2 separate regions of the Mus musculus genome follow, and region 2 is linked to region 1. The links are chromatin contacts, called in public promoter capture Hi-C maps. All regions are on one chromosome and are shown on one strand. Each heading gives the region's core, a stretch centred on a gene start, on an enhancer-like site or on the middle of the called end of the contact. The rest is flanking DNA. Distances are from core to core; before and after follow the strand shown.

Region 1 (5,395 bases), core at 828-3,327:
CTTCTACTAAGCAAATCATTTGTGACTTTCCACTGGCCTCTATCATACCCCTCCTCACCCCCAGCTACAGATCATTTCAACAGCTCCACGTTTTTTGAGATTATTTTCAGCCTCGAAGAGAATCAATCACATTTCTCTGTGGCAGGTCCAGCAATCAGGTGTCTAAAGTTATCTGACTCAATTTCTTCAACACCCTCTTCTTTCACAACTACTCTTTCAGAAAAGGGGTGGGGTGGGGGGTTGGGTCTTTTAGTGTCTCTCCATGACACCTTCCCCCATGGTGTAGCTCTGGTTGGCTTGGAATTTGATTTGAAGACCAGGCTAGCCCCAAACTCTCTGCTAGATCAAAGGTGTGCACCAGGATAGATTTTCTTTTGAAATCTGGGGGGGGGGGAGGGGAAGCTTCCCCCCTCTTCTTCATCTGAGCTTAAAGCTCTCTGAGTTCATCCCCCAAGGAAGAAAAGTTGATGGTGGATGACTCAGGCTCCCATTTCTCCCCACCCGTGCTTTAATGTTGGATAACTACTCTATTTCTATCTTCTATAAATACACTAAATACAGTCTAAGGGGTACCCAGGAGAATTCAATTACCTTCACTTTACTAGTATTGGGGCCAATTCATCAGTCTGTCCGTTTGATTGTTTAGTTGTTTATTTTTAAGATCTCTTTTCCAGACCACTCTTTGGTGTAAAAGTAACCTGACCCAGAAGGGACACCACCTCTGCAATAGGTCGCCCAAACCGCACATATTTCCTCTCTCTCTCTCTCTCTCTCTCTCTCTCTCTCTCTCTCTCTCTCTCTCTCTCTCTCGCTCTCTCTCCCCCTCTCTCTCCCTCTCTCTCCCTCCCTCCTTGTTCCTCCTTAAGGGCTGTATCCCTCATAGAAGGCTTCTCATGGAATGCGGAGACCTAGCAACCCAGCTACAGAACAGGTAGGTGGACTTTCCCCTCCAGGGTCCACGCCCAGCATCTGAAGGCTGGGGGAGGGGAAGGGAATGATCTCCAGCTAACGCCACAGAAATGCTGGCTGTAGGGAAGATTCCTCTTCAAATCTAAATATATTACAATAAATATTTACTGAACAAATAAAGGAGAGAACTATTCAGAGGCCAGCAAGGTAAGCTAAGCCAATCTTCTTTTAACATACCTCAGCGATTGACACTAGGAGCCAGCTTTAATGTTACCTGCCTCAGTCTGCACGCAAAGCACCCCAGAGTCTTTTCGGTGTAGTGGGACCAAAAGCCCTACTTGACAGGCTTTCAGAAAAGATGGATTTACAATCTGTAGTTGAGCTCCTTTCTGCTTATAAAGCTTATTCTGATGCGTGTAAATTTACAGCACTCGGTTCCCAAGTCATTCATTCTACACATTTTATTAAGAGCCAACTATGTGCTGACCTCTGTTATAGGCGTTTGAGATGAAGCGTACAAAACAAAAGAAAATGAAGATCTCGGCTCTGGCCGAGATTTTCATAGGGAGATAAAATGAAAATGATTTTTAGGGTGATGTAAATTGGGTGATTACATCTTCCAAAGAAAAAGGGTGCAAAATGATTATGGAGGCCAGGAGCCCGAGGATGAGAATCCACGACTGAGATTTTGGTTCGGATTGCCGATAAGGCAGGCGAGCAGAGATGCAGAACGCGCTGACATCGGGAGACTACGAAGAAATTTTCTGCGGAAAGCGACAGAACTGTATTCTGGCTTATGCGGAGGCAGATGAAGGGCAGAAAGGGCTGTGAACCGAGATTTGCTTTGAGAAGAGCACGAGGAAGGCACTTCCCACAGAACCCAGGGGATGCTCTGGCGCTAAGCTACGCGGGTCCGCAGAGCCCCGACGCCCCCAAAATGGCCTCTTAGGTCCCCCGGTGCCCCGCCCTCGCCCCACCAGTCCACGTGACCCCACCGCCCCTCCCGTCCACCGGGCTGGGGACCCCGGTTCTGGGTTCCCGCGGTGTCTGCTCCGCCCCTTGCGGGAAACTGACCAATAGAAGAAGGGGTGAGGCGGGGCGGGAGGTGACGGCCAATGGGGCGGAGCTCCTGGGGAGTAACAGGTTGGTGGGCGGGGGAAAGGAGGGAGCTCAGAGCTCGGAGGGGCTGGGCTGCAGCAGCGCGTGTAGCTCGGCTGGTCGGAGCGCGATCCCCTGCGGGGTGTGTGAATCCGGGAGCACTGATCTGGACCGGGGTGAGTGAATCTGTCTGGAGCGAGGACACCTGCGATGCGAGTGGGTCCTCAGGAGTATGCTCGAGGGCCGGAGTAGAGGCATCAAATGCCCTCCTCCTGGGCACAGGTGCTGAGTTTAGCAGGAAGGGCGGTCAGAGTGCGGTGGCAGAGCTAAGAGCTAACCCCTACTCCACGGTGTCAGAAGCGAGTGGCTGGGAAGGTGCCAGGTGTGAGGCACCTGAGGGTTAGGTTATTCCCAGGGCATGCATGCATTTCAGCGCTACAATCTCTGGAGGTCAGGCGCCAGCCCTTGGGGCAGAATTTCTCTTGGAGACCAGCATGGGGGCGGGGGAGGGTTCATCCTATTGGAGCAAATGGAAGTGCCGCCAGAGGTTCAGAGACTGAAGTGGTGATATCCGCATGTGCTGGTTTTGGGGGTAACTACCCCCTCCCCGCCCCCGTCAGTCCTTACTGGTCTCTGACACTCTCCTTCTGGCTTTGGAAATGCTGAGGTGTGGGGTCATTCCCTGACCATTTGCCTACAGGTGAAAGCAGTTGCCAGTAAGACACTAAGGTCAGAATACGAGGGCACCCATCTCTTTCCTAGGTGTGAGATTATTTAAGGCTGTTTCTTTCTTTGCTTTCATGCCAGGGAAATTTTTTCCTTCTTCCTCTAGAAAGAACTGTGTGTATTCTACAAGAGAGGGGAATGGGAATGGAGAAGCATAAATCCCTCGACCCACATACTAGCTGAAAATGTTTGCTTTCTCGGGGATGTGAAACGAGGATTGATACTGGGTTTCATATGGCCCATGCTGGCCTTGAATTTGCCATAGCCCATGCTGGACTTGAACTTGCTGTACAGCTGAGGCTGACCTTGAACTGGTGGGCTGCCTTCCGCTCCCAGTGCCTGGATTACAGGTTCATATCACCACACCCACCTAGAAATAGTCTTCTTTCTTGAGGCTGATGTAAAAATTTTTCCTTCCAGCAAATACATATTTCCTTCTTTTTTTCTGTTACAAAGTAGTCTCTTTGTATATTTTTTAAAAAGATTTATTTATTTATTTATTTTATGTATATGAGTATACTGTAGCTGTACAGAAGGTTGTGAGCCACCATGTGGTTGCTGGGATTTGAACTCAGGACCTTTGGAAGAACAGTCTTAACCGCTGAGCCATCTCTCCAGCCCTATATTTCCTTCTTTTTCTCTAGTTCTAGATTGGGGGACACTGGTGAGATCTGGAAGTGCAGCTAATTTCCTTGACCCTTCCCAGAATCCTCTTGATTCCCTGAAATCCTAGTTGGCATCCTTGATTCACGATCTTTGATAGACTAGAGTACTTACTAGTGGTGCAGAAACATAGGCAGAACTCCCTAGGAGACCAAAAGACTAGGGGACTTACACCTCCACATTCCCAGGCCACAGACGAGGTATACGTTGGGCACCAGACAACTTCTGAGGTGAATTTCCTTGCCGTAGGCAGCGGTGAAGCAGAGTCAACCTTAGCTTGGCCCCTTTGATGCTCTGTCTGAAGACAGTTGCTGTAATTGGGAAATAATTAGCAACCGCTATGTTTGTAGACAAAGCTGCCTACGTGTTCCTTTCATCCTGGGTATTTGGGAGTATGGGTCTTGCTCTGGGGCCTGCCCATTCAGAGATTTGCCTGATTCTAAGAGGATTCTGGCTTCCTGTGGTTCTCAGGCTGGCTTGCCTGCCTTTACCCTTGTGGGAGAAGAGGGGGGTAGAGCTGCTTCTCTTTGTACCAGGGAGGGGAGAACCAAGGACCTGGGAGCTGACAGAGGTAAGTGGAAGACCAGGAATGCCACTTTGGGAACTTGAGAGGGAGTGGTGGAGGGAGACAAAGTTCCTGTCACACTCTGGCTTGTCACCAAGTTCTTTGTGCATCTGTAACTCCTGTCTCCTCCTCCCCACCTCCCGCCACCTCCTCCAGAGGAGCCTCGGCCTTGGCATATAGGCAGGACAGAGCTTCCACTCTTGGTCTTGTTCCTCTGCCTTTGGTGGGAACCTCTCTGGTCTGCTTTGCAAGGTTCCAACGTAGCCTTCCCGGCCCTCCCTTCTCTTTGCCTCTCAAACCAGTCCAGCGAGTTTGTAAGGGCCCAGTTCTTCATTGTGTTTTTTTACCCCCACTGGCCAAGCAGCTCTAGTTTGGCTCTCAGGTTTCTGCTTTTTCAGTGACTATGGTCTAGAGTCCACTTGGGGAGTTCTGTTTGGGCCTAAAGGAGCCTTCTTATCAAATGATAATGTCACTGAGCGTTCCGTTTTTATTTTGATCATTTATTTGCTTTCTTGTTACCACTGAGATTGCTGTTTTGTTTTGTTGTTGTTTGTTTTGCTTTTTTTTTTTTTTCAGTTTTTTTACTTTCTAAATGTTCCAGTTATTCAGTATCCAGCATATCTATTCAGTATCCAGCATACCGCCTGGCCCTGTGTCTATCAGCCCTTCCTCCATACACCTGAAACCGCCCCACCCCCAACCCCCACCTACTTCCTGCTAGAAGTCCAGGGACCCTGTCACTCCTAGTTGGAAGCCAGATGCGTATGGCTGGGCCAGAGGTGATGGAATTGGGGCAGGGCAGGCTAATGAGTAACTCAGGAAGAAGTGGCTGTCTGGTACAGGTGTAGTGTCCTTTCTCCCTGTGTTCAGGCAGAAATGGCAGAGGCAGACAGATGGCGCTGAATTAACGTCTGTCCTGGGCTTTTCCCAGAGTACAGTTGGTGAGAAATGCCCTGGGCATGTGCCAGGGAGGGAAAAGAGGGTCAGGCAGGCATCTGGTGAGAGCCCAAGCCCTGGACTTCACATTGTTGGTCTTGATCATTGTTTACCTGCCTAGAGCTTATGCAAGGCCTCAGAGCTGCCCTGTTCTCTTGGCCCCACCCCACTGTCCTCTGTAACTGAAGGCGGGTAGGTTTCGGGTTTTCCATGTTGAATCATTTAGAGCTCTATTTTCTGACCCACCCTAAAGATCTCTCAGTCCTGTCCCCTGACCCAAAGGTCGTGGAACGGATAGTGATTGAGGCTGGGGGAAGGGGGTCTTTGGAACCTAGGGGAATCATGGGTAGCACCCAGGCATTGTCTGGCCCTCTGGCCCAAAGGGTTGGGCACTTTGCTGTGCCTACACAGGAGCTCCATGACCTGATCTGGAAGATCTGCAGATATCCTGACAGGGCAGAACTTTATCATGAATAAATCATGTGATTCTTGAGAGCT
Region 2 (5,395 bases), core at 2,148-4,647, 1.9 Mb before region 1:
CTGACTTGTATTTTCTGATAAACGTTTCCAAGATAACTGCCTGAGACTACAGACTTAAAATGCCCACGAAACAAAATCAAAGCCACTAGCTCCCACATAAATCAAAACTAAATCTGGCCAGGCATAGTGCCACACACCTTTACCCTCAGCACCGGAGTAAGGCAGAGGCAAGAGGATCTCTGAGTTCAAGACCAGCCTGGGCTATATATTGAGTTTTTTAGGCCAACCAGGCTTATGCAGTAAAACTCTGTCTCAAAAAACAACAGCCAGACACAGTGGCATCCACCTTTAACCCCAGTACTTGGGAGGCAGAGGCAAGATTTTTCTGAGGGTTGGAGGCCAGCCCAGGCTACAGAGCTAGTTTCAGGACAGCCAAGGCTACCTAGAGACCCTGTCTCAGGAAAAGCAGTAAGTCTGACCTTATCACACCTTTTCCTGAAAACACAGAACAACACTGATTAGCTACTTACTGAGCACCACAGTGACTAAAAGTAACATAGACGTTAAAAACAGCTAAAGCAGCAGACTCAGTGAAAATCATGTGAGACAGGGCTGGCTCGCCAAGCCTCCCCCTCTGAGTTTGACCCCCACAAGATCCATGTGGTAGAAGGAGAGAACTAACATCCAAAAGCTGTCTTCTGGCCAGTGGCACTATGGTACACATTCATACACATAAACACACACAACAAACAAATGAAAATAAAAACTGAAAAGAGGAAGATAATATATGTTAAACTCAAATAGTTTGATTTAGCCATTCCATGATGTACTCATATCAAATATGATGTACTCCATAACTACAATTCCTCCTGGTCTTGCATATTCTCAAGCTAAATTATACCTATCCTTGAAAATTCAATCTAATTCCATCCACCTCATATGTCATAGGTCTCCAATAACACCGATTCAACCATGTCTTCCTTTCTGAAACTGAAACCATGTATTATCTGTCCTCATTTATTTTGCTGCAGTGACTTTGGATAGACTACACAGGGTAATTCCACTAACAGTCAGGTTGCTGGGGTTGGAGTGTAGGGGTGTTACCTGTAATTCCAGTAACAGGAGGCTCAGACAGGAGGTTCTTGAGTTCAAAACTAACCTGAACTATATAAGACAGTTTACTGATAGAGCTCTTACTTACCTAACAAGTACGAGGGCCTAGGTCAGCCCTCAAACCTACGTTGCAAGTGACACTGCATCCATTTTAGTTTATCTAAGTAGATTCTGCAAAGGCTGCACAAGGATGAAAATCACCTAACTGTATTTCTCAGAACTTGTCCCCATCCTTAAACAACGCATGATGATTGCTAATTTTTCCATGTTTGCCTTGTCTTTCAAAAAAAAAAAAAAAAAAAAAAAAAACCTAAAACTGCAGTCCTTAAGATCAAGACCACATCTGCTTTCACTCACCGCTAGGGCATCCTGTAGAGAACCCTGTCTTTTGCAGGCAGCCTTTGGTTATATTACACACTGATAAGCTTCAACTTACAAGTCAGGCTTAACAAGCAATGAGTCAGAGTTAAAAAAACAAACAAACCAGCAAAGATCATCCATTCGTCTAACTAAGTCTTATAAAAATACCTAAAAAGCCTTAACCAAATTATCCTTTTGAAGTGAAGATTTCAGGTAAGAAAAAGAAAAAGACATTTACATTATGTCTTCTCACTCTGAAAGGCAAATCCTTGAGTGCACACTTACAGATCCAAGGGCTAATGTTTTAAACAGGGCATCCATCACATTCAATAACATGTCACTGATCTTACACACACAGTGGCTCAATTCCAGACTCCCTCTCTAGAGTGTGAGTTCTAATATATGCTGGGGGAAAAAACTTTCCCAAGTTGAAATATGGCAGACAGCACATCAGCATAAAGCAAAGGCAGCAAATGAAACCAACCCACAGTAGATATAGCTAATTATGACACAGAAACTTAGTCGGCCTTCTCTTAAGAGTGTATTCAAAGCCAGGAATGGCGGTGCACACTTTTAATCCCAACCCTAGGAAGGCAGAAGCAGACAGACCTCTGTGAGCTCTAGGCCAGCCTGATCCGAATAAGCAAGTTCCAGGACAGCCAGGACAACATGGTGAGACTTTGGTGCAAAAAGCAAACAAAAAACAGAAAGACACCATGTATTCAAGATACTGTGATTATAAAATAAATTATGACATAGCCACTCGTTTTAAGAAATGTCGCCACCGAACAAGAAAAAGGCTTATTATAATTGGGGGCGCTGGCACTGGCTAGCATGCTGCAGAAACCTTTTCTTAAAGCATAGCCCTACCTCTCTATTGGCTGACAGCCTGGCAGAGCCAATTTTATATCAGAGAAAGCAGTCCCAACATTCTGTTCTTTTTTTGTTTTCCTGGGCAGAAAAAAAAAAAAAATGGAGGGGGTGGGCTAGGAAAGTGGAGCTAAAGACACTGGCAACGTGATATCCAAAATAAGTTGAGACAGTACGTCCTACCTTCTTCCCAAAGCCATTTCCTTCGATAGCAACAGGGAGCGCAGTCTGCAAGTCATTGGTACACTGCTATTTTCACTTTCACAAGAACCCAAAAACCACTGAAGAACAAAATCTCCCTCTTCCCTGTTACCTTCCAAACCTCCTCTTTCTGTACTTCAACAAAACCTACTAAGAAGTCCTCAGCAATATGCTATTTCGGCTCACTGAGGATGCAGAAGGGGGGAGGATCTGGTTGAGAAGTGGGAAGAAAAATAAAGAGTAGGTGAGCCGCAAAAACGGAAAGAGTACAGGGGATAGGTCATCGCGAAAAGACAAGGAAGGGGACTGAGAGCAAATTGGACGCAGATTTGCCCGAGAATTCACCGAGGAGACAAAAAAAGATGGGGGTGGTATTAAAGAGCGGAAGCGAAATGAGGGGCTGATTGGAGACGCCGCGGAAATGAGGGATAGGCAGGACCCTGGCCCTGATGCCCAGGGTTTGCGACCAGTGCCCGGAGACAGCGGGCAGCAGGTACCGAGAACACCGGTGTCAAGGGAATCACGGGTGTGCGGGCAGCCTAAGACCCGGTTTCCAGCCCTAGGAGCCAAGGACCTACGCGGCGCCGGAGCGCGGGACACACGGGGCTCTTACCGGTAGTTTGGGATTGACCTCGCCCTTACAAAAGTGGCAGAAGAAACGGTGTGCGGCGACAGCGGAGCCCGCGTCCGCCCCCGCCGCCGAGGCCTCCGCCATGTTTCGCCTCCGCCGAGGATGTCCGAAAGGGCGGCCGGCGGTCCCTCCCCAGGCCGCTACCTCCCGTGCTGCGGTCGCCACCGCCGTCGCCGCCTCCTCTGGGCGGCCCGCCGCTCCGAGGCCCGCAAGGGTCACGTGAGTCCGCCCGGCCCCGAGAGGCCCGCCCGCCAGCGGCCACGCGACCCGAGGCCCGCCTCCCGGCACCAAAGGCAGAGGAGAGCCCGCCCGCCGGCACCTCAGACAGCCCCTGGCCGGTCCTCCAGCCTCCCAACGAGAGGAGAGAAAGAGCGTCCCCGGAAACCACCGACACTGTCGGCTAGAGCGGCCCGTGCTCTGACCCTTCCGCGTCCGCCTGGATGGTGCTCTACTTCTAAGAAGGGGCGATGGGAAGCTCATGAGCTGAGGCTGCTGGCCTCGGGAGGACAACATTTGGAGCTTCTAAATTAGCCCCGACCCTGAGGTTAGTGAAAACGCTGCCGGAATGAGGAGGCCCTGACTCAGGGCCAAGAAACAAAGTCCGGAACAGAAACTTGCATGAAGGGAGAGGAGCCAGGAAATGCATTCAAGGATGGCAACTGGTCTAAGGATGTTTCTCCAAAGACGTGTGTGTGGCTAAGTGAAATAGTCTTCTCTGCGACACTGTGGCAAGAGGGACAAAAATTTAGGTTCGAGAGAGTTGGAGCTTGTGATAGGGAGGTAATTTCAAAATCAACTACACCCATTCCTGCTTGTGTCTCATGATGTAAAAATTTAATATGGTTCTCAATGGAACATAACTTCATCTCCTAATTGAAATACCCTAAGAAGCTCTTTTTTTACTTTATCTATCTAAGTCGTGGTTTATGGCTTGGGAATAAGTTGTACCCCACTGGGTCATGAGCCTTAGGTCTTTGTATCTGTGACAGAAAGTTATTCGCACTTTCCCTCCCCCTTTGCTTTTAAAGGTCTCACTCTGGACCAGATTTGCTTGGTATTTATTATGTAGCCCAGGCTGGCCTTCAGTTTATGACAGTCTTCTAGCTTTAGTGCTGGAAATACAGATGTTAGCCACCATACCGAGATGAATCCAGTCTTTAAAGATTATTGGAACCACAAACCACATATATTCCCATTAAAATAAATGGCATATATAGGGGAGGATGGCTTGCCTTTTTTTTTTTTTTTTTTTTAATTTTAATAGGATCTCATGTAGCCAACCTGGTTTTGAACTCAATATGTAACCATGAGCTCCTGACCCTCATACTTCCACCTCCTAAGTGCTGAAATTGTAGGCTTGCACCACCATACCTGGCTTTAGAAAACAAATTTGATGTCTAGTTTTCTAGTTCTTTGTTTTGGTGGGTGGTGGGTGTATTACCCACCAGAGTCTTGCTGTATAACACAGGCTGGCTTTGAACTCACTTTGTGCCCAGGTTGACCTGGAACTATTGATTCTTTGACTTTGGTCTCCTGTGTGCAAGAATTACAGGCAGTGTACACCATCATATCTGACCATTGCAATTACTAAATGACAACACATTAGGAATATTTTATGGTAGTTATATTGTATGAAGTCATTTTAAATGTTGGCATAGTATACTCTCTTAAGGTTATACTATAATTTATTGATAGATGCTAGATTATTTATGTCAATGCCAGTATTGTGAAGAGAACTCATGGCATGGTTTTTACTACATCCTTGGAACAAAGGATCTCAACTTATAAATATTAAGGCAAATATATGCCTTAATATATAGAGGGTTTGATTTATATTGTCAAGTTGCCCTCTAGAAAAAAAATATGTGAATTTATATTGTTGTTCTTTCCTAGTTCTGAGGCTCTAAGAACGATGACTCAAGCAGAGATTAAACTGTGTTCTTTGTTGCTGCAAGAGCATTTTGGTGAGATTGTAGAAAAAATTGGAGTCCACCTAGTCAGAACTGGAAGCCAGCCACTTAGAGTAATTGCCCACGACACAAAAGCATCCCTGGACCAGGTATGTTTAGATAAGAGAGTCTGTTCCTCTTCAACTTCTTCAATCATTTCCTTCAAGTACCTTTGGACAGGAGAACTCCTTCCCCTAGAAAGTATGAACAGAGACCGTCTGCCCTGTGGTCAGTACCACAGTGGGTGGGGTGGGGTGTGGTATTGTACTTAGGCCCCGTGTACTGCCGCTTGTGGTGTTCCTAGCTCATCTTGGCTGTTCCCATGCCACAC

The links. Capture Hi-C pulls out chosen DNA fragments and counts their contacts.
Region 2: a promoter capture Hi-C map of pancreatic islet shows a contact between it and region 1. The contact joins the promoter of Rnf115 here to the promoter of Cgn in region 1.

The regions. Positions count from the first base shown.
Region 1 is chr3:94,783,164-94,788,558 of GRCm38.p6, reverse strand. Cgn (cingulin) reads left to right here and starts at 2,077. Exons shown (of 21, transcript NM_001037711.3): 1 at 2,077-2,183.
Region 2 is chr3:96,725,613-96,731,007 of GRCm38.p6, reverse strand. It overlaps Rnf115 (ring finger protein 115), which reads right to left and starts at 3,397. Exons shown (of 9, transcript NM_026406.3): 1 at 3,098-3,397. The coding sequence starts at 3,199. It overlaps Polr3c (polymerase (RNA) III (DNA directed) polypeptide C), which reads left to right and starts at 3,569. Exons shown (of 15, transcript NM_028925.1): 1 at 3,569-3,659; 2 at 5,009-5,174. The coding sequence starts at 5,028.